2 separate regions of the Pan troglodytes genome follow, and region 1 is linked to region 2. The links are chromatin contacts, called in public Hi-C maps. All regions are on one chromosome and are shown on one strand. Each heading gives the region's core, a stretch centred on a gene start, on an enhancer-like site or on the middle of the called end of the contact. The rest is flanking DNA. Distances are from core to core; before and after follow the strand shown. Region 1 overlaps EZR (ezrin). Region 2 overlaps SYTL3 (synaptotagmin like 3).

Region 1 (7,375 bases), core at 2,895-5,394, 93 kb before region 2:
GTGGGGAGGCCAGATTGTTTCAATCTAAAGGGCACTACGTTGTGGTGGGTTACGTTTTTTGGTAGACAGACACTGCCTACAGGCAACTAAGTCATTCCATTAACTGTCATTATCAATCCATGTGTGGCCAAACTTGAATTGTCCTGCTGGTTTAGCTTCCTGATGGGGAACAACAGCTGTCGCAACGCACAGTGTCTGCAGCTCCATCATGGGCCCCAGGACGTCCCACAGCAGCTAACACTGGTCTGTACTCGGGACTCTGCCACCTGGCCAGTGACTTCTGTGCGTCATGTTCCTGGGAATAGTATGACTGTCCATGATTCCTAGGAAAGCTAGAGGAATAACTGAGGATGAGGAGCTAGCACTTTGACCCCCTGTGGGGAGTGCTGGTTATAGTGGTTATCAGGGTTGTGACAAGTGGACTCTTGTGAGTTCCAACACTGGATGATTTTATTATTCCTATTACTCAGGCAGTAAAAGACTAGTACATATCCTGGTGTTATATAATTATATGAAAACTTATCAGAATGAGTTTTATAACTAGCGTACCCATGTTTTTGTTATTGTGCTGCAGATAAAATGGCGCACTGAAATTTTACTGAATTACGTGACAATTTTTGTTACAATTAATTCTGTGCACTTTTTACAAGATTTGTGGAGCTTAGATAGATGGCTGGCCTTTCTTTGGCATCTGAACATTTTCCTGAGCCCGATAGACAAGCAGATTTTTTTTGTTTGTTTTTGGAGACAGGGTTCTCCTCATGCCTGTAATCCCAGCACCCTGCCTAGTTCAAGACCAGCCTGGCTGGCAACTTGGTGAAACCCCGTCTCTACCAAAAATACAAAAGTTAGCTGGGCGTGGTGGTGCACGCCTGTAATCCCAGATACTCTGGAGACTGAGGCAGGAGAATCACTTGAACCCGGGAGGTGGAGGCTACAGTGAGCCGAGATTGTGCCGCTGCACTCCAGCCTTGACAGAGCGAGACCCTGTCTCAAAAAAAATTAAAAAGACAGGGTTCTGTTACCCAGTGTGGTGGCGCAATCATGGCTCACTGCAGGCTCGACCTCCTAGGCCCAAGTGATCTTCCCACACTGGCCTTCCAAAGTGCTAGGGTTACAGGAGTGAGCCACTGTGCCTGGCCAAGATTTCTTTGCCTTTGCGCTCACGTTCTTCTTTAACCTTAAAAGAAGAGGTCATATAAAATAATCAGGTATAATTTAAGATACAGAAAGCTTGATAGAAAGGAGTAGCCGTGTTCTACATCTTCATCCATTGCATTTGCAGATATGCCTCAGGATTATTTTATTAGTACAATTTTTTTTTTCTTTTTGAGACAGTCTCACTCTGTCACCCAGGCTGGAGTGCAGTGGTGCAATCTCGGCACACTGCAGCCTCCACCTCCCAGGTTCAAGCGATTGTCCTGCCTTATTCCCTGGTGTATCTGGGATTACCAATGTGCACCACCACACCCGACTAATATTTTGTATTTTTAGTGGAGATGGGGTTTCGCCATGTTGGCCAGGCTGGTCTCAAGTGATCCACCTGCCTCAGCCTCCCAAAGTGGTGGGATTATAGGCATGAGCCACCGTGCCCAGCCTAGCGTCATGTATTTATACTGTTATTTCCACCTCCTAAAAGTCAGCAAGGACACTTAGCTCAAGAAGGCTGATGTTGAGAGAGAACGCTTATCAGAACAGGGATCTCTGAGGAAAAAGGGAGCTTAAATGTGTGTCTCTGGAATTTCTTCTAGCCCTTCCTTTCCTTGGTGACATGGCCACTGCTATGGGTGGGAATTATAGAAGAGCCCTGACCAGTGGTGTTGATGTCTTTGCCAAGTATACTGTCAGGTCAGTGTCATAAATTGATGATATATAGAGAGAGACTTCATTTAATAGAAAATAATATTTTAAGGACCACCTTGCTGTTTTACTTCTCTAATAATGTTTTGAATATATTGATAAATACCTTTAGCAACATAGTGGTTCTCATCTCAGTCCTCTCTGTCCTTGAAAGAATGTTATTTATAACAGGGTGGTTTCTGGACTGCCCTTCTGAAGTAAAACTTGGGCATTCTAACCATATGCTTACTGGAAACCATAATAATGTAAAAAGTAGTCATTGGGTTTTCAATTGCAACTACATTGATATAATTTTGTATATAAAACAGTTTGTTACTGGGAGCAGCATTGTTCATGTAAGAAAGATGTTCGCTTCATATAATACATGGAAACAAAGTTATATTTTCAATGTTAGCCATTACTGTGACACTCCAAAAAAGGCTGGTGATGGGGAGAAAGAAGAGCTTAAAAAAAACCTACAGACAATTCACTTACCTCTTGGGCTTTTCTGCTTTGCCTGCCTTGACCGAATTAGAGTATCTGCATTTCTGCACTAAGCTGGTTGAGGTTTGCTAAGTCAATGGTAATGTTTTACAGAGCTTGGCTATTTGTTAGCCAGCATTTGTGGAAAACGACCACTGTCTGTCATAGCTAGTGCTATAATTTATTCAGTTGGCATATTGTTTATGGAGACAGTGAGATAAGGGGATCAGGATCCAGAGAGACTACTAAAATATGTGAGTCCATCTGTTGTGATCTGAGGTTTCATTAGAGAAAACCTGTCTGCTAGTACAATAAATGGAGACTTAGTAAGGATGTTTTTATATGAAGGATTATAAATCAGCAGAGGTAAATACATTAATCTTGGCCAAACAGGTCATGTCCTTTTGCATTTTCCTGATGGCAGGTTCTGCCCCCTGCCGCCTGGGCACTGTTGGTCATAGCATGACCTTGGCATCAGCTGTGAGCCGGTAAACATGGAAATGTAGGCCCCTCCCAACCTGAGTCAGACCCTTAGCCTGGGGTCCAGGAAACTGTTTTAACAAGCTCCTGGGTGATTTTTTTTCACATGTTCAAGTTTGAGCGCCTCGAGGGCCTGTGAATGGCTGCATATAAGGTACAGCTGGCCATATGTCTTAAATGACTTCAAAGGGGTGTGAGCCAGGCCTCCTCTTCCCACACCAGACTTCATGAACCATGCCTGGTATTGTCATGTTTTTGTGAGCAGCCGTGAATAGGGCTGGGGGAGAGAGATGTTCAGCCAAGAAAGTCTAAAATAGAAAGGGAATGTTCAGTTATAACAAAACAAATTTTTGTAATTAGAGTGCTGGGTTGTGCTCAGCATCATTGGAGTTAAATGTGGAGCAGTGGCTTACACTTGTAAACCCAGCACTTTGAGAAGCTGAGGTGGGCGGATCCCTTGAGGTCAGGAGTTCGAGGCCACCCTGGGCAACATGGTGAAACTCCATCTCTACAAAAAATAGAAAAATTAGCCGGCTGTGGTGGCAGGTGCCTGTGGTCCCAGCTAAGGAGGCTAAGGTGGGAGAATCTCTTGAACCCTGGAGGCAGAGGTTGCAGTGAGCTGAGATCGTGCCACTGCACTCCAGCCTGGGCAACAGAGCAAGACCCTTTCTCAAAAAAAAAAAAAAAAGTGGAGCAGCAAACTAACCCTTTTCCATCGAGGGAGGTCTCTGAAGCAAAGCTGAGCCAGCCTCTCAGCTCTGTCCTGGTGGGGCACCCCATAGCGCCCAGAAGCAGTGAGGGCTAAGGCGGCAGAGTGCAGCACGGCCATGCATGATTGGAGCGCCGCTACTGTGTTCGTGTCAGTTTGGCAGCCAGCAACTTCTAAGAACATAGAATATTTTCATTTAGAACTTAAAAACAGTAAACCCCAAAAGTTTAGTTTTTAAAAATTCGTTTTGTTTCTCCCTAAAGATTTTTATTCTTTTGAAAATGACCACAGTCTAGTTTGAATGCCATTGTTTTTCAGCTGTTTCTTATTTGCAATTGCTAAAAAGCAACAAGGAGCAAGTTAAATGTCCATCACCTGAATGGGTAGACAGAAGTGACAGCCACACAATGGAATATTCCTGGGCAGTAAAAAAGAATGAAGTGCTGGTACATGCTACAACATGAATAACCCTTTTAAACATTATGCTAAGTCATGGGATTCAGTCACGAAAGACTGCATATTACAAAATTCTGTCTCTCTGAAATGTCCAGAATAGGCCAGTCCTTAGAGACAGAAAGTAGATTGGTGGTTTCCAGGGGCTGAGGGATCAGGAGGAATGCGGAGTGACTGCCAGTGGCCATGGAGTTTCTTTTGGGGCTGACAAACTATTCCAAAACTAGATAGCAGTGTCAGTTGCATAACTCTGAATATACTAAAAACCACTGAATTATACATTCCATGGGTAAATTTTATGGTAAGTTACATTTCAATAGCTGCTATTTAAAGGACATAGTGACTCAACATGAAAGGAAAAATATACAGTTTTGTCTCTATAATTACCCAATTAAGTGAACCAAAATAGCTGCAAAGTTTTTAATTCATTTATCATTGGTTGTAAGAATTTTCCCTATCATACTCCCATTTGTGGGAGAAAATTTACTGTATCTACTTCCTATCAGAGCATTTCTAAGTATTTGAAAGGTCTTATCCAAATATTTGAAAGCTGTTAAAAGTTGCTGAAGTGGCACCTTCGGAAGAAGGCTGGAATGTTGGAAAACAGCGTTGACATTTTAAATGATATGGAAGGTCAAGCTCGCAATGTAATCTTGGTGGTGGCTGGATGGCTCTACTCAGACTGGTTTTTGAGTAAATGGCAAGTGTGATAATATAGGGATTAATCTGTTAACCACTGAATCCACTGCCTGAAATTCAGACATTCAAAAGCTCCCATTTGAATTTCCCTTTCTTATTTTACATGGTTTTCCTGATTTTTGAGTACATAAAAAAATTATTGCAAACTTTTTTCCTGCAGTGTTCTGGCCACTGAAATTAAATCTGGTTCTTTTGTCTAAGACTCAAGGGTTGCTCTACTGTAATGTTTGTGGAGGAACTGATCTTGGACTTTGCCCTCCTGTCTTGGGCTTTTATTACAGTTTGGATTTATGCTGTAAAAAGTGTGATTGTAGAGGTAATCTATAAGTTTAAAATATTCAGAGGAAATGGATGCTTCCCAAAGGAAAAATTGCATACCTATATTTATTTACCAAAATGAGGAAAATACCTGGGAAATAATTTGGCCAAATATTCAGCAATTATATTCATAGATTAGAAGCAAAATACAAAATTTGATTGTCAACTTGGTACCTTTTTCATTCCTTAGACTCTTAGAAGGCATTTTAAGATACCATTTTGATAAAATTAAACTGGGAAGACTCAGAAATCATGTTTTCCCAACTATATTCTGAAAAATCCTAGTTCCCTGGGATGCTCCGTGGAAATAACCTGTGGGCAGAACAATCTGTGAAGTGGAGACTGTGGCCCCGTCTTGGGCTGCCACTGTTGGCATCAACATGGCAGACAGACAACAGCCTTTCAGCTAAAGAAGGAAGAAACAGAAAACCCCACCTTAACCACTGCAGAGTTACGTGACCTCCAAACACTGCCCCCCACAGCATATCCCCATTTTTGTCCCTTTCCCTTTCAAAGCCAAATAATTTCAAAGAGAACTACATAGCTGCTGGCTTGGGATGGTGTCAAAAGCCAGGCAAGATGATTTTAAGTCATAGAATGATCGAGCTGGAAGATGCTCACAGATTAAATGGTCTCCAGCCACTCAATATCAGCAGCAAGGGAGAGGAACAGGGTTGGCCTGAGTGAGGCTGGGGCCACCCCTGCCGCCAGGCCTGTGTGTCAGGCTCAGGTGCTCCAGGGAATGAGCAAAGAGGATATTGGGTTTATTTTGTTTTAATAAGGCGAATTGTTACTGAGTTTATTTAAAAATAAAGCAGCTTGGGGTTTAACACCTTGCATGTTGGTTGCATTGGAGTGGTAACACCTGTGCTGTCGTGTGTCTGCCTGGAGGGGTACTTTCCCTCTTGGGAAAGTGAACACAGGTGTGTTGTCCCTTCTCCGTGAAAAGACTCTACTTGCTGGCCTTGAATAGCATTCTAGTGGGTTACTTTTCTCCTAGTGGTCAGAGAGTATTTATTGGACCTCTGGTTCCATTGGCATGTGTCCCCTAAGGGGGGAGACCCTTCAGGGGGTACTTACACCTCTACTGTCCGATGGCACTGGGTGTGTCACACCTGGCCTGTGGGCTTTGAATCTAGCATTTCAGAGTGGGAAAAGGCCTCAAGCCATCTAGTCCAAACTCTACCTGCAGATCAGGTAGAGGCCCAGTGGCAGGAAGTCATCAGCTAGGGGTCCTCAGATTACAGAGCTAGCTCTCAAACCCAGGCCCTCTGTCTCCCGTGTCTTGCCTTCCAGTGATTCCCAAATTTAGCCTCCTCAAAATCACTTGTGGAAGTGACAGCTTCCTGGGCTGCGGGTGTTTGAAAAGCTTCTGTGGGGATTCTGATGGTGAGGCTGATGTGGGAAGCACTGTGGTGTGTGATCACTGTTTGAGGCACACCCATCTTCATTAATGTGTAAGCCACTCGGGGATAGGGCTAATGCCTCTCTGTACTCACAGTGCCCATCGAGGTGCCTGGCACACCTTGCAGTAGTTAATTGGTATTTGTGGATTGAATGAACATGTTAGGTGCCCACTAGCAGGGGTTGGTCCTGTAGTCTGTGGCCATGGAACATTAGAAGAATAAAGCTATTGTGGTTCATCCTGTAGTATAGTAAGTTCTAGCTGAGCTAACCTGTAATAACACAAATATAATTTTTTTTTTACGTTTTTAAAAGTTAGAGATGGGTTCTTGCTATGTTGCCCAGGGTAGTCTCAAACTCCTCGCCTTGAGATCCTCCTGCCTTGGCTCCCCAAAGTCCTGCGATTACAGGCCTGAGCCATTATACTTGGCCAACAAATATAATTATTTATTTATTTATTTATTTTTTGCGATGGAGTCTCACCCTGTCACCTAGGCTGGAGTGCAGTGGCGTGATCTTGGCTCATTGCAACCTCCGCCTCCCAGGTTCAAGCGATTCTCTCTCCTCAGCCTCCTGAGTAGCTGGGATTACAGGTGTGTGCCACCACATTTGGCTAATTTTTATATTTTTAGTAGAGATGGGGTTTTACCATGTTGGCCAGGGCTGGTCTTGAACTCCTGACATCAAGTGATCTGCCTGCCTTGGCCCCCCAGAGTGCTGTGATTACAGGTGTGAGCCACTGCGCCTGGCCTAGACTTTTTTAAAGAGTAGATTATTAAGCAAAGGGAGAGTAGAAACAGTATTGGTTTTTCATTAGCTTCATCTGTACCGTCAACCACATGGTTCTTTTTGTCTTGGTAGTGGTACAGGAGTAAAGTTAAACTTAAATCACCACCACCACCCCCAAGCTAAGCATAACTTTTAAAAGTTTTTAATATTTTGGCAAGCCTGAGAGAAATATTGCGCTTTTTTGGGTAGATCTTAGATGAC
Region 2 (6,342 bases), core at 3,320-5,819:
TATTTTTAGTAGAGACAGGGTTTCACCATGTTGGCCAGTCTGGTCTCGAATTCCTATCCTCAAGTGACCCACCTCGGCCTCCCAAAGTGCTGGCGTGAGCCACCGCGCCTAGCTAAATATATTTTTGACTTACAGTATTTTCAATTTACTATGGGCGTATTGGGATATAACCTCATCATAAGTCAAGCAGCACCTGTATAATTATTTCCACCTCTCAGGTGGGAAACCCAGGTAACTGCCCCAAGATCGCACAGCTAATTTCTCTGGACAGAAATAGTGCTGGTCCACTGTACATCAGAGCCTGCAAACACTCAAAAGAGACACTCCCACTCTCACACACACGTTAACCAATCTTATTTCCCCTTAGACCCCAGAGACTCTACACACACGCCCAGCACACAGCAGAGTTGGGGAAGGGGGCCGATGCCATGCCAAGAGTAAAGAGACCTCGGGTGCAGGCAGAAAGGGTCGCTGATGACACAGAGGGTCCCGCGACCAGAACGAGGAGAGAAGCTCTGCCCAGCCCGAGGGCCCTCGCTCCCCGCCCCGCTTTGTGACCCGCTCCAGGCACAGTCAGATCCCTTTGCTGGGAGGTTCCGTGCCCAGCCTCAGCCTCGAAAGCTCCCCTGCTTCCTCTCCTTCTATTCCCTGACCCCTACTAGAGAAGTGCCCAGAATGGATACATTACCCTGCCAGGACTGCGGCTGCACTGGCTCTCGCTGACAGGAGGTGGAGTAGGAGGAACCACAGAAATTTTGCTGCCAAGGAAAACACAGGCATAAGAAATGGGTTGTGAACCATGCAAGCCATTAGTTTTACAAATACACAAAATCTGCCATTATTCTATAATTCTAGTTCTCCGCCTTTTTTTAAACTGCCTCACTTTTTGGAAAAATAGCCAGCAGCCCTGCTTGGACCTGCTGCTCTACGAGGGGCATGATTTCCTGGTATCTGTATGAGGGCGATGCTGCCTAAAGTCTGGGTACTCCGCCCCGCTCAGTCATGTGTTCTGAAACAGCCTGGGTGCTCCGGCCTGGACCTGCCACCTGGCTGCGGGGAAACCCCTGGTTCCCATCTGCGCTCCCGTGTCCTCTTAGCACAAACCACACCAGCAGAAGTGCCAAAAATGTTGTGGATGTGAGAATCAACCACGAAGCAAACTGGAAGCTTGTGCTAAAAGAAATGGGAAAGAATAGGGGAGGAAAAAAATGAAAAAGTCTCGATACTGGAAAATTTCACCATGGGCCAAACAAAATAGCAGCTGGTGGGGAGCTTTCAGAAACACTTTCATAAATTGAGTGTAATCAGGTGTGTGAATTATGGCCAGCTTCATGACTGCTCAGTTTTTAGAATTTTGTGCAAAGAAGTTCACATCTCTCAGGCCATTATTCAATTCTATCAATGTTTATTTCACCAGTATCTCTAACGTGCCAGGCGCTGGGTAGGGTGTTAGAGATAGGCATGATTAATCAAAGCACATGCTTGCTTTAGAATTTCACTTAAGTGCAATTAAACATAATATTTAGTTTCCTTATAACACTTCAGGAGAATTTAAGAAGTAGAGCTGAATGTCTAGTGAGAAAATACTATGCTAGCTAGAAGGTTTCTCATGAGAATCTGGAAACATCTCTGCTTTAATCTTTTTCAGGAACTTTATCTTTAAAAGAAAAAAAAAAAAAAGAGTCACATTCCAAAGCAGTGACATGTGAAAGTCAAGAGACCTATAAGTTCTTGCAGAGTGTCCTCTGCGCTCCTGCCCCGGAGGGCCGGGGACGGTCTGTCCTTTGTAACACTCACCTCAGCTTCTGATAAGATTGCAAGAGCTGCCCTCCAACTGTCTCATGTTTGCCTGCGAGAGATATCCATAGAGGGCGTTTATTATTAAGAATAGCACTTAGCTGATGTAAATACAGGAAATAGTAGATTAAAATTATTTTCTCTAGTATCATTTCTTGTGATTAAAAAGTAAGAGATCATTTTGAGGTGATAGAAATGTTCCAAAATTAGAGTGTAGAGATGGTTGTACAACTTTGTAAATTTACTCAAAATCATTGCATTGTAGACTGAAAAGATACATTTTATGTTATGGAAATTATACTCTCCTAAAGTCATTTAAACATACACACACATTATGAAACCGTAATTGTTGGGAATGACTACTTTTATTAAAAGTTGATATTGGATTAGATTTTCTAAATCTTCCATTCGTCCTTTGGAAACATTTCATAATGGAATGAATCTATTCCCGTAAGTTTGCCTTGTGATGAAGATTAAATTAATCTTTTAAAAACTGTAATCTACTTATTTCTAGTTACAGAGGCTAATAATTTCCTAAATAAGACTGCATCTGATATAGTACTCTTTTTGTTTCAAGAAAAGAGGTTTTTATGATGTGTTAAGACGCCAGAAATAAAACTCAGCATGTTCCCAGTTCTGTGAACACAGTGTTCCCTGGCCAAATGCATAGGAAGAGACCAGTCCTCGCCCAGCAGGGGGCTGGGAAGGAAGCAGCATTCTCCTGCTAAGGGAGGTTCCCAGAGGGCTCCACTCTGCCCAATACACAGACCAGAACACCGGGCCTGCCACCCTGGGAGGCAGTCTAGCTCCTGTGCCGAAGCTTGGGGGATTTCAGCCATTCCAAAAAAAACATTTACATATGGAAACATCACTTCCATAAGACCCACTGAAGGACACGGACAGTAAGAAAATCAGATGGGCTGGCCTTTGGGAGGGCAAATAGCATGTGATGTTAAGCTCTCAACACCGAGCCCCAAGCCTCAAAGGAAGAAGGCAGCCCCTAGGTCAGGGTCCTTAGCCAGGCTGGCCATAGCCAGTGCAGGAGTCTTTGAAATCATGGCTAAAGTTCCGAGTCCACCTGCCTGTGTGCATTTTCTGGGGTTCATCTGGGGGACATCTGGCTTTCACAGGATTCTATAAGGCACCTGTGACCCTTCCCCTCCCCATTAAGAAATACTTCCCTAAGACAGAATGAAAAGGTACAACACAGTCTTGCCTGAAGCACGAGCACTCAACTAGTAGGACCAGCTGGTCAGGGACCAAAGCTGGCACCTGCAGGAGCCCCCTGAGAGAAAACATCCAGGTCCAAGCAAAAAACAGCCTGACTGCAGTGTGCTGGCCACGGAAGCAAGAGAAAAACAGCCACGCTGCTCATCCTGCCCATCCTGGGGCGAGCACAGACCTGGGAGACAGCTAGCGCACAGCAGTCTGCGGGCGGCGATGTACCACAGGGTGCTCCTGTCTCTGGATCCCCCTGCCCCATGTGGCCTTACAGCCATCACTGTCACCCTGTTCCTGGGTCCCCCATGCCCTACGTGGCCTTACAGCCCTCACCTATCACCCTGTCCCCAGGTCTATGTGACCTTACAGCCCTCACTGTCACCCTGTCCCCAGGTCTATGTGACCTTACAGCCCTCACTGTCACCCTGTCCCCAGGTCTACGTGACCTTACAGCCCTCACTGTCACCCTGCCCGAGTCCCTCCTGCTCTACGTGACCTTCCAGATCTCACCTGTTACCCTGCCCCGAGGTCCCCCCCACTGCTCTATGTGACCTTACAGCCCTCAGTGTTACCCTGCCCCGGGTTCTTCCTGTCCTACGTGGCTTTACAGCCCTGTCAGCCTGTCCCCAGGTCCCTCCTGTCCTTCGTGGCCTTACAGCCCTGTCACCCTGTCCCCAGGTCCCTCCTGCCCTATGTGACCTTACAGCCCTCACTGTCACCCTGTCCCCAGGTCCCTCCTGCTCTATGTGACCTTACAGCCCTCAGTGTTACCCTGCCCCGGGTTCCTCCTGTCCTATGTGGCCTTACAGCCCTGTCAGCCTGTCCCCAGGTCCCTCCTGCCCTATGTGACCTTACGGCCCTCAGTGTTACCCTGCCCCGGGTCCCTCCTGCCCTATGTGGCCTTACAGCCCTCACTGTCACCCTGTCCCCAGGTCCCTCCTGCCCTTCGTGGCCTTACAGCCCTCACTGTCACCCTGCCCCGGGTCCCTCCTGCCCTTCATGACCTTACAGCCCTCACTGTCACCCTGCCCCAGGTCCCTCCTGCCCTATGTGGCCTTACAGCCCTCACTGTCACTCTGTCCCTGGTTGTGGCAACAGTATCCTGAGGCACAGTCACCAAAAAGCCACATCCCTCTTAGAGAATCTGAGGCTATCACACTACCACCTGGAACCCTTCAGTGACTCCCTATGGCGTGGTCTGAAGTCCAGGCCCACGTGGCTTCCGGGGTGCCCCACCCTTCGGGGTCACCCCTCCGCCTGCAGGCCTTGCCCTTTCACTCCAGCAAACCAATTGTCCCTTATTGCCCTGCCTACCCGGTGAGGCCGGCCCTGCCTGCACGATTACTGTCACCCCCACCTCGTCTCCTCGTGCTATCCCCCACGGGCAGTTCTGCCCCAGGTCCACATCTCAGACCCCAGCTAGGAAACCTCCGCTTCGGCCCAGGTCGCAAATCCCCCGCGTCCCTGCTGCGGCTCCTGCACGGACCGGGCGTGCACGTGGCTTTCTGCTGCCCCCTGCCGGCTGCAGCGACGCGGGGCACAGGCGGGGCCTGGGTTAAGGCTGGAGAGGGAACGTTGCACTCTGCTGGCCCTGGGGAGGGGCCCGTCACACCTGCTCAATTCCGCCCTATGACAGCAGCCACAGATAGTAATAAAGGGCAGGCATGCCCGTTCCCACGAAACTTCATGGGCACTGAAATTTGAATGTGTCACAAAGATTATTCTTTTGTTTTTTTTTTAACCATTTAAAAATGTAAAACCCAGCCAGGTGTGGTGACTCACATCTGTAATCCCAGCACTTTGGGAGGCTGAGGCAGGCGGATCACTTGAGGCCAGAAGTTCGAGACTAGCCTGGCCAACATGATGAAACCTCGTCTCTACTAAAAATACAAAGATTAGCCTAGCCAGGCATGAGGTTACACGCTTGTAATCGCAGCTACTCGGGAGGCTGAACTCAAGAGGCAAAGGTTGCAGTGAGCCCAGATTACACCACTGCACTCTAGCCTGGGAGATAGAATGAGACTCCATCTCAAAATAATAATAATAATAATAATAATAATAATAATAATATAAAACCCACTCTTAGTTCACAGGACATATGAAAGCATGCAGGGGGACCCGCAGGTCCCAGTCTGCCCCCTGCCTCACTGCCCCAGTTGTGGGCTGTTGCTCTCAGCAGGGCAGGGGTTGCTAGAGACACAGAGCCCCAGGCAGCCTCCAGCCTGCAGAGCCCCAATCCCATTGGAGCAAGATCCGGGCAGATTTGAGAACTCAAGGAAGTTGGAGCAGCACTGCCCTGTGTGGCTTTTACCAGCCCACTGTTGACTATCATTTCACTTCTTCTCTTTGATTCCTCAGTTGTTTCTTCCTAGAAGCTTCCTTAAAGAGCCCTGAATTTTGACCTCTTGTTAACATGTCAGTATTCGCGCAAGGAGCTGTGAGATGCTCACAGACAGGCATCCCTCGAGAGGCAGGTGTTTTGGACCAAGGGCCCCCACCACCCTGCCCGGTCTGGCTGGCGAGTGACTTTAGCAGGGATACCCGTCTTTGCCAGAGACAGGAACAGCTGTGGGCCAGGGCCCAGGTCTGAGGCTGCCAGGGCTTGTCTCAGGCACACGGCTGGTTGGCAGCCGTGTCTGCCAGGCACGGCGCGGAGCATTTTGCACACATTTGCTGCTCGGGTGGTTGCCAGGTGTCATCCCAATTTTTTTTTTTTTTTTAAGACAGAGTCTCGCTCTGTCGCCAAGGCTGGAGTGCAGTGGCACGATCTTGGCTTACTGCAACCTCCGCCTCCCGGGTTCGAGTGATTCTCCTGCCTCAGCCTCCCAAGTAGCTGGAACTACAGGCGCCTGCCACCACACCTGGCTAATTTTTTGTATTTTTAGTAGAGATGGGGTTTCACCGTATTAGCCAGGACGGTCTCGATATCCTGACCTTGTGATTCGCCTGCCTCGGCCTCCCAAGGTGCTGGGATTACAGGCGTGAGCCACTGTGCCAGGCCCCCAATTTTATAAATGAAAAGCAAGGCTCAGGGATAAGGTGTCATGGGCCCAAAGTCACAACGTCTACAAGTGACAAAGCGGATTTTGTACCACAACTTGCCTAAAAAGCCTGCAGGAAGTCAGAAAGTGTACAAATATAACTTAGGGTGGGGAGGGGGTGGGGACAAGACCAAAATGGGGATAGCCGAGGGCTGTACAGACACGGGGTCACCATTCTGCTTCTATTCGAACATTTTCCTAATAGAAAGCCAGGGGGGAAACGACCACCTGGAAACCAACAACCATGTCCCAGAAAGCTGAGTAACTTCTTTTTCCCCTCTCT

The links. Hi-C and Micro-C count contacts between places; a contact is called where the count stands out from the background.
Region 1: a Hi-C map of stem cell-derived neural progenitor cells shows a contact between it and region 2, with 4 times the contacts expected there. The contact joins two enhancer-like sites. A contact is called at or near these places in 2 of 7 Hi-C or Micro-C datasets (induced pluripotent stem cells and stem cell-derived neural progenitor cells).

The regions. Positions count from the first base shown.
Region 1 is chr5:170,826,315-170,833,689 of NHGRI_mPanTro3-v2.0_pri, reverse strand. The region is part of intron 1 of EZR (ezrin); the gene reads left to right. Among named protein-coding and RNA genes, the nearest start is that of EZR, 18 kb to the left of the region's middle. Within about 2 kb of position 4,144, at least 4 of the 24 cell types and tissues checked have an H3K27ac peak or open chromatin away from gene starts, as enhancers often do. A contact at or near this core is called in stem cell-derived neural progenitor cells, where this site is marked.
Region 2 is chr5:170,734,423-170,740,764 of NHGRI_mPanTro3-v2.0_pri, reverse strand. It overlaps SYTL3 (synaptotagmin like 3), which reads right to left. Exons shown (of 18, transcript XM_063813605.1): 7 at 1,798-1,849; 8 at 689-758. Among named protein-coding and RNA genes, the nearest start is that of DYNLT1, 58 kb to the right of the region's middle. Within about 2 kb of position 4,569, at least 7 of the 24 cell types and tissues checked have an H3K27ac peak or open chromatin away from gene starts, as enhancers often do. A contact at or near this core is called in stem cell-derived neural progenitor cells, where this site is marked.